2 separate regions of the Astyanax mexicanus genome follow, and region 2 is linked to region 1. A link is a contact called in public Hi-C data. All regions are on one chromosome and are shown on one strand. The core of a region is the stretch at or near the end of the contact, and the rest is flanking DNA. Distances in the headings are between cores, read along the strand shown. Region 1 has its middle 35 kb from the start of mych. Region 2 holds the start of mych (myelocytomatosis oncogene homolog).

What was found. Hi-C and Micro-C count contacts between places; a contact is called where the count stands out from the background.
Region 2: a Hi-C map of blood shows a contact between it and region 1, with 1.8 times the contacts expected there. The contact joins the promoter of mych here to the enhancer-like site in region 1. A contact is called at or near these places in 3 of 3 Hi-C or Micro-C datasets (blood and muscle).

The regions. Positions count from the first base shown.
Region 1 is chr5:58,166,071-58,169,805 of AstMex3_surface, reverse strand. No RefSeq gene overlaps it. Among protein-coding and RNA genes, the nearest start is that of mych, 35 kb to the left of the region's middle. Within about 2 kb of position 2,110, the one cell type or tissue checked has an H3K27ac peak away from gene starts, as active enhancers do.
Region 2 is chr5:58,201,182-58,204,916 of AstMex3_surface, reverse strand. It overlaps mych (myelocytomatosis oncogene homolog), which reads left to right and starts at 1,610. Exons shown (of 3, transcript XM_007258497.4): 1 at 1,610-2,020; 2 at 2,759-3,357. The coding sequence starts at 2,769.

The DNA of each region.
Region 1 (3,735 bases), core at 861-3,360:
GTGGACAGTAGTGTACAGTAGTGTACTATAGTATACAGTAGTGGACAGTAGTGTATAGTAGTGTACAGTAGTGAACAGTAGTGTACAGTAGTGTACAGTAGTGTATAGTAGTATAGAGTAGTGTACAGTAGTGTATAGTAGTGTACAGTAGTGTAAAGTAGTGTACAGTAGTGTAGAGGAGTATAGAGTAGTGTACAGTAGTGTACAGTAGTGTATAGTAGTGTATAGTAGTGTACAGTAGTGTACAGTAGTATAGAGTAGTGTACAGTAGTGTAGAGTAGTATAGAGTAGTATACAGTAGTGTATAGAAGTGTACAGTAGTGTACAGTAGTGTAGAGTAGTATAGAGTAGTGTACAGTAGTGTACAGTAGTGTAAAGTAGTGTATAGTAGTGTATAGTAGTGTACAGTAGTGTACAGTAGTATAGAGTAGTGTACAGTAGTGTATAGTAGTGTACAGTAGTGTAAAGTAGTGTATAGTAGTGTATAGTAGTGTACAGTAGTGTACAGTAGTATAGAGTAGTGTACAGTAGTGTAAAGTAGTGTATAGTAGTATAGAGGAGTATAGAGTAGTGTACAGTAGTGTAAAGTAGTGTATAGTAGTGTATAGTAGTGTACAGTAGTGTACAGTAGTATAGAGTAGTGTACAGTAGTGTACAGTAGTGTAAAGTAGTGTATAGTAGTGTACAGTAGTGTATAGTAGTGTACAGTAGTATAGAGTAGTGTACAGTAGTGTACAGTAGTGTATAGTAGTGTAGAGGAGTATAGAGTAGTGTACAGTAGTGTAAAGTAGTGTATAGTAGTGTACAGTAGTGTATAGTAGTGTACAGTAGTATAGAGTAGTGTACAGTAGTGTACAGTAGTGTATAGTAGTGTAGAGGAGTATAGAGTAGTGTACAGTAGTGTATAGTAGTGTAGAGGAGTATAGAGTAGTGTACAGTAGTGTAAAGTAGTGTACTATAGTATACAGTAGTGTACAGTAGTGTACAGTAGTGTAAAGTAGTGTACAGTAGTGTAGAGTTGTGTACAGTAGTGAACAGTAGTGTATAGTAGTGTACAGGGGAGGGAGATGGAAAGAGATGGAGGGAGATGGAGAGAGATGGAGGGAGATGGAGGAAGATGGAGGGAGATGGAGGGAGATGGAGGGAGATGGAGAGAGATGGAGAGAGATGGAGAGAGATGGAGGGAGATGGAGGGAGATGGAGGGAGATGGAGGGAGATGGAGGGATGAGTTCAGTGGAACACAGCCTCACTAAAGCTGGTGTTTCCAGTTTAAGGCTCTTCTAATGTTGATCAGCAGTAGATTAATGATGTAAAGAGACTGAATTTAAGCCTCAGTATGTTTTTATTGATGCTGTTTAATATTCTGAAGTTTGGAGAAACATGAAAACTGCTGATTCTGATCTTCAGCTGTTTTATAAAGAAGAACGGAATAAAAATCTCTACAGTCTCCAGATGATCAAAGCTGGTGTTTATGTTTTTACATAAAACCAAACCAAAACACCTGCAGCTGAAACTGTAGAGAAATGAGGCTCTACTAAGTTTTGATGGGGGGCTGAAAACTTTAGAGATTTTTATTTGATTAAATTTTAAAACCATGTATAACTTTTTTTACTTAAAATCTCAATAAAATACATTTAAGTTTGTGATTGTAATTAAATAATCATTTTATTGTTAAATTTATTACTTATTATAGAAATCAGATCATATTTTATTAATTTAAATATTTACAGTAAGAGAGATTCTGAGTATCAGTGTTTTTCAGCCCTTTCTCTCTCTCTGTGTGATTCTATTCAACTTCCTGCAGCTCAGCTTTCCTCACGTGCAGTACACACACACACACACACACACACACACACACACACACACACACACACACACACACACACACACTCAGCACTGGCTCACAGCAATAACATGAACCAGTTACCATAGCTACTGTGGGGCCGGGAGGCGGGGCCAGCTGCAGTTTGGCGGGAAAACTACCTCACAGCACAGAAATGCTTTTGTTGTTTTTTGTTTTTTTTACTTTTTTCCTCCTGAAAAGCTTCAAACTGCCATCGCTCCCCCGGAACAAACCCAGCCAATCAGATCACTCGATTCTGAATACCCCGCCCCACCCCTCAGCAGTTCTGTGGAATTAGGCGAATCCGGGTTTGTGCTGCTGCGTAAACGACTGTTACAGGAGGTGATTATAGGAGGTTATAGCGGGAGGTGATGCTCGCGTTGCGTCACTCTGAAACTCTGAAACTCTGAGGTTCTAAAGTTCTGAGGTTCTGATTCGGTTGATTCTGGATTTTTCTGCTTTTCTTCTCTGGAAGAGGAAGAGCAGCTCAGCTCTGTAACTCTGAGCCAAAGTCCAACATCTGCTGCTCAGCTGAAGCTCAGAACCGTGAACTCGTTCACTTTAAAGAGCTTCTCTCTCAGATCATCACTAAATAAATCTGATCACTGTTACTCTCGTATCTCCTGTAGCTCGTCAGGTTCTGTCTGAATGTGTTTTCAGATATTTATCCAGGTTCCTCCTGAAGTGTAAACCGTAACAGTTACCCAGGCTAAAGTACAGCTTCCAAACATGGTGGAGGTAGTTTCACAGACCATTATTGTAACCAGGACCTCTAAAGTAAACAATAACAGAGCAGTGCAGTCAGAGTGTGGAGCCACATGGGTTTCAAAAGAAACACAAGATAATAATAATAACAATAATAACTATAATAATTAGTCATGTGATTGTTATGATATTATAGGTGGTATCAAGTGTTATGCCTGTTGTTTTTTTTATTTATTTTTAAACCAGTAAACTAAGGTGAGTCTGTAGGATCTACCTGAGCACAGGTGTTTTATCTGCTGTGTTTTTTTTACAGTTAGGAAGTTCAGCTTCCTCCTGTCTGATAATGATTTACAGCAGGTGTTTGGAGGTGGTGGGCGGGTCAATCTGACCGTATAACCGCACCTCTGCACTCCCAGATCCTTTCATGTTCTTATCCTTCCTTTAACACCTGAACTCCAGAACACCTGACCTCCAGAACACCTGAACTCCAGAACACCTGAACTCCAGAACACCTGACCTCCAGAAAACCAGACCTCCAGAACACCAGACCTCCAGAACACCTGAACTCCAGAACACCTGAACTCCAGAACACCTGAACTCCAGAACACCTGAACTCCTGACCTCCTAAACTCTCACCTGAAGCACAGATGAAACATGTAAATGAAAATAAAAATACAACCTCATTTTTGTGTCTTTTTAAAACATGCTTTAAAAAAATACTAAAAAAGTAAAGTTTTCAACTACTGTATAAATGATAATCTTTGTATTTTGGTTCTTATGAAACTAAATACTAAATACTGATATACTGAAACACTGAAATACTGAAAGCTAAATAAAAAGTGAAAGATGGTAAAGATGTTTGGTGCTTGTTGCTGTGAAGCTGTTTGATGACGGTTGTGGAAATAAATGAAATATATTATTTGAATGTTTATTTTGTGTCCGGAGTGAAACGTTTGTAATAATATTCCAGTAAAAATCCAGGAACTATATTGTTTATCAAAGCAACCACTTAGCAATACCGTATAAACACAGAGTAGCACTCAGACACTGTTTATCAGAACCAGAGAAAACCTGTAGAAACCAAAACACAACCAACAATCAACACAATTTAATTAACTCTTTAACTTCTCCTCAAGGATTCAAGGAGATTTTATTGTCATTCGCATCACATGTGGTACATGAGGTG
Region 2 (3,735 bases), core at 361-2,860, 36 kb before region 1:
CCTACACTTTACCTCCAGCTCTACACTTTACCTCTAGCTCTACACTATACCTCCAGCTCTACACTTTACATCTAGCTCTACACTTTACCTCCAGCTCTACTTTCCCGTTTATGCTGGTCTTTATCTGAAGTGTGCAGCTTCACCTTCTCCCCAGGCCTCTGCAGGACAGTGCAGATAAGGGAGATGAACAGGCTCTGTGTGAGATATGGGGGAGATTTCTGTTAGTAATGCTGACAGAGCGGCTCTGTAGACAATGCTGTGCTTTGTTAGCTTGGGGTTCGCATCAAGCTGACAGTTATAGACAGCATATGGGCATTATTGTGGCGTTTTTGTGGAGTTAATGTTGAGTTATTGTGTAATATCAGTATTATATAACATAAAAAATACAGTGTTACATTTACCTTTATTTTATTATTTAATTTAACTGCAGACAGGGATCCCAATCCAAGCCTCCAACAGTTCTTTGAGTAATCTGATAATATAAAATAAAAGTCCCTCAGATCAGTAGGAAAAAACATTTAGAGGAACCAAGACTTATAAGAGGAAATCAGTCATCATCTGATTAATGTAACACAACACAACACAACACATACAGAACAACATAAATAACTGGAGACAAAGACAGAGATACATTTACAATTTAAATGTTTTAATATTACAAAAAAAACACAAACAAGTAATATCAGATCTAATAGTAATTTCTGAGTTATGTGAACTTTTTGCAGCATTTCTCTGAAAACAATCCATTTCTTATAACAGTCAATTAATAGATATAAGCCTTAACCTTTTTATTTTTAAGTTTTGAGTGTAAAACAATGCTGCTGTATGCATATTTTTTGCAACTTTTCAATTCTATTATAGAAGCTCAGCCCTTTTACACAAAACACTGCTAAAATAACAATATAGCTATATTCCTGATAAATTAAACATTTAGTAGTTTTAAATACGTTTTAAACCCTTATCTATACATGATTTACGTAGGAAATCCTGAGAGTGAATAAGAATGAGCTGCACTCACTCCAGTTACCTGTAGAGTTACCTGTAGAGTTACCTGTAGAGGGCGCCCGATCCGCCCTCACCTTTAAAGAAGGGGAGACATGTGTTTAAATAAAAGCAAATAACTTAAACTCCCCAAACTCCTACAAACTCCCACAATCCCCCACAAACTCCCAAACCATCCTAACCCTCCAAAAAACCCAAACCCCACAAACTCCCCAAACACCCACAAAACCACTGGCTTACACTGTAAACTGTAAACATTCTGAGGGTTTAAACACTGTTATTACTGCAGCCGGTCTGTTAGAGTATATCAGTCCTGCAGTGTGAGGAGTGTGAGGAGGTGCGGGGGGGGATACCCCACCACTGTGTGTGTGGATCTGAGTGCAGTCTTTGTTATATAATGGAGGAAGGGGCTCTGCTGATCCGCGATCTCTCTGCAGTTTTCAGTATAAAACCTTTAATCAGCCTGACCACATTTATTAGCTTTTGATCGCGGGAGTAAGGTGGATTGGGAATGGTCAGTTCCACCTTAAGCAGCGGTTTTATATGATTAAAGGTAGAGTCTATGCGGACACGTGTCTGCCGGCTCGCGCCCTCCATTTCTTGGAATTTGTTGTGCCTGCTACGCCGCTCTGTATCCCTCCGCGCGGGCACTATCCGCTCACTACAGCTCGCTCTCCCGCAGAAACAGCGCGTTTAATACCCGCTGCGACAACAACGCCCCCATATAATCACCCTCTGCGGTTACTTTGGCGATTAGAATAAATCGATTTTAATTCAATATTACCTAGAACACGTTTTGGCGCGAATTCCTCCGTGGAAGGACACGCGGCGGCGCTTCGGCTGTATAAAATTAAATCCCGGCTCCGCCACACCCACTGCCCCTCCGCGTGCTCCCGACCTCAGACATTTCAGCGGATTTACAGCTTTATTAAAACTTTCTCCACACCTAACATCGCTGATTCTCTTCTGTTTCCGCTGTTTATTGATCACGGTTTATCTCCAGCGGTCTGTTCAGCCGGTAAGTGCCCGTTTTTATCGTTTGCCGGTCGCCGGTTGCCGGTTGCATGCTGCCGGGACTTTTACTGTGAGAGCATGTGATCTGTACAGCCCTGCTCTCAGAGCCTCATTATACCTTAAACAGCACATTTTAACTAACGTTACCTAAACTAAACACATATATCTAACTTTTTATTTTTCTTGTTTTATGGAGGTTAAATGTTTTAAATTTATTTTATTTATTTATTTATTTTTGTAAAGACAAATGGCTAATGCAGTAATAAATGATCAATTATTTAGTAGCTAATCCCTATTGGAGTTAGTCATTTTTCAGTGTACAGTAAAATTAAAAACTATTTAAAGTAACTAGAAAAGCAGAAAAAAAGTATTTTTCTTATTTGACGAGAGCAAACTGCAGTGAGATTAAAACCGCATATAAATATACATATAAAACATTAATCAATAAATAAATAGAATAAAATAATCTAAAGGACCTGTAAAGTTCTGAATTGAGATTAAACGTGGCGTGTTGGGCTTTCCAGCTGGTGCATGATGTCACTAAACTACTGAGCTGGAAACGCCCCGCCCACAAATGGGCGGCGCCAGAATTGTAAACACTGATAAAACCCGCGTTTGCCGGGAAGCGTAGAGTGAACCGCGTGCTCTCGGGTGAGATTAGGAGCTGATATATAAACAGGCGGATCACTGTGTGGTTCTGTAGGTTCTGTAGGTTCGGTTCTGACCGGGTTTTGCTCCGCAGGTTCTGCAGGATGTTACCGAGCTGTTCTCCGCCGCACGACTGGCTGAGCGAGTCGGAGCCGCTGCTGTTTGATGATGAATTCTGTCAGAGTCTCATCAAGGACCTGCAGAACCACGCGCTGCCCACCCCGCCGCACTCCCCGCCGCTGAAGCCGGGCCCGGGCCGGCCGCTCTCCAGCGTGGAGCAGCTGGAGCTGGTGTCGGAGCTCCTGCTGGAGGACAGCGACTTTCTGCAGCTCAGCTGGAGCAGCGACTTCAGCGCGGAGTCCGGCGGATCGGGGTCCGGGTCCAGCCCGGGGGCGAGCTCCGATCCGAGCCCCATAGACCCGGTGTCGGCGGCGTGCCTGTGGCCGGGTCCCGGGGAGAAGTCCGCGGAGGAGAAGCTGGGCGCGGTGCTGTCCTCCAGCCCGCTGCTCTCGGATATAGACGCGCACATCTTCGCGGAGATCGCCGGATCCACGCTGGACTGCCACAGCGCGGCGCTCGCCTGCCAGCTGCTGGAGAGCGAGGATCTGCTGCTGGACAGCCCGGAGCTCAGCGAGGAGTCCTCGGACTACGGCTCTCTGTCCGCCGGGGGCGAGTCCTCCTCCAGCGATTCCGGTGAGTGTTTACTGAGTGTTGTTTCGGGGAAGCTTGTCCGCTCCGGGATTTGGTTCCTGCCGCAGCTGCAGGCGCGGCTCCGGTTAGAGCGCGGCGAAACAGACCGGCGGTCGGAGCCAAAACTCGGACTGGATTACTTTACTTACAGTAGCTGTAGACACAGATTATGATAATCAATACAAACTTTATCGATTCATGTTGATTAGTGTATCATAGAGAATATTGCTTTGCAGATAAATTCTTAGGGTTTATTTAGACTGTTATTATAGTGAGAATTTGTTTATTTGCATTTTGTTTAAATATTTTTAAATAATTGGTGTGCTAAACTTATACAAAATAGATTTATAAATGTTTTTAAACTAGCTAAAAAGTGATCAT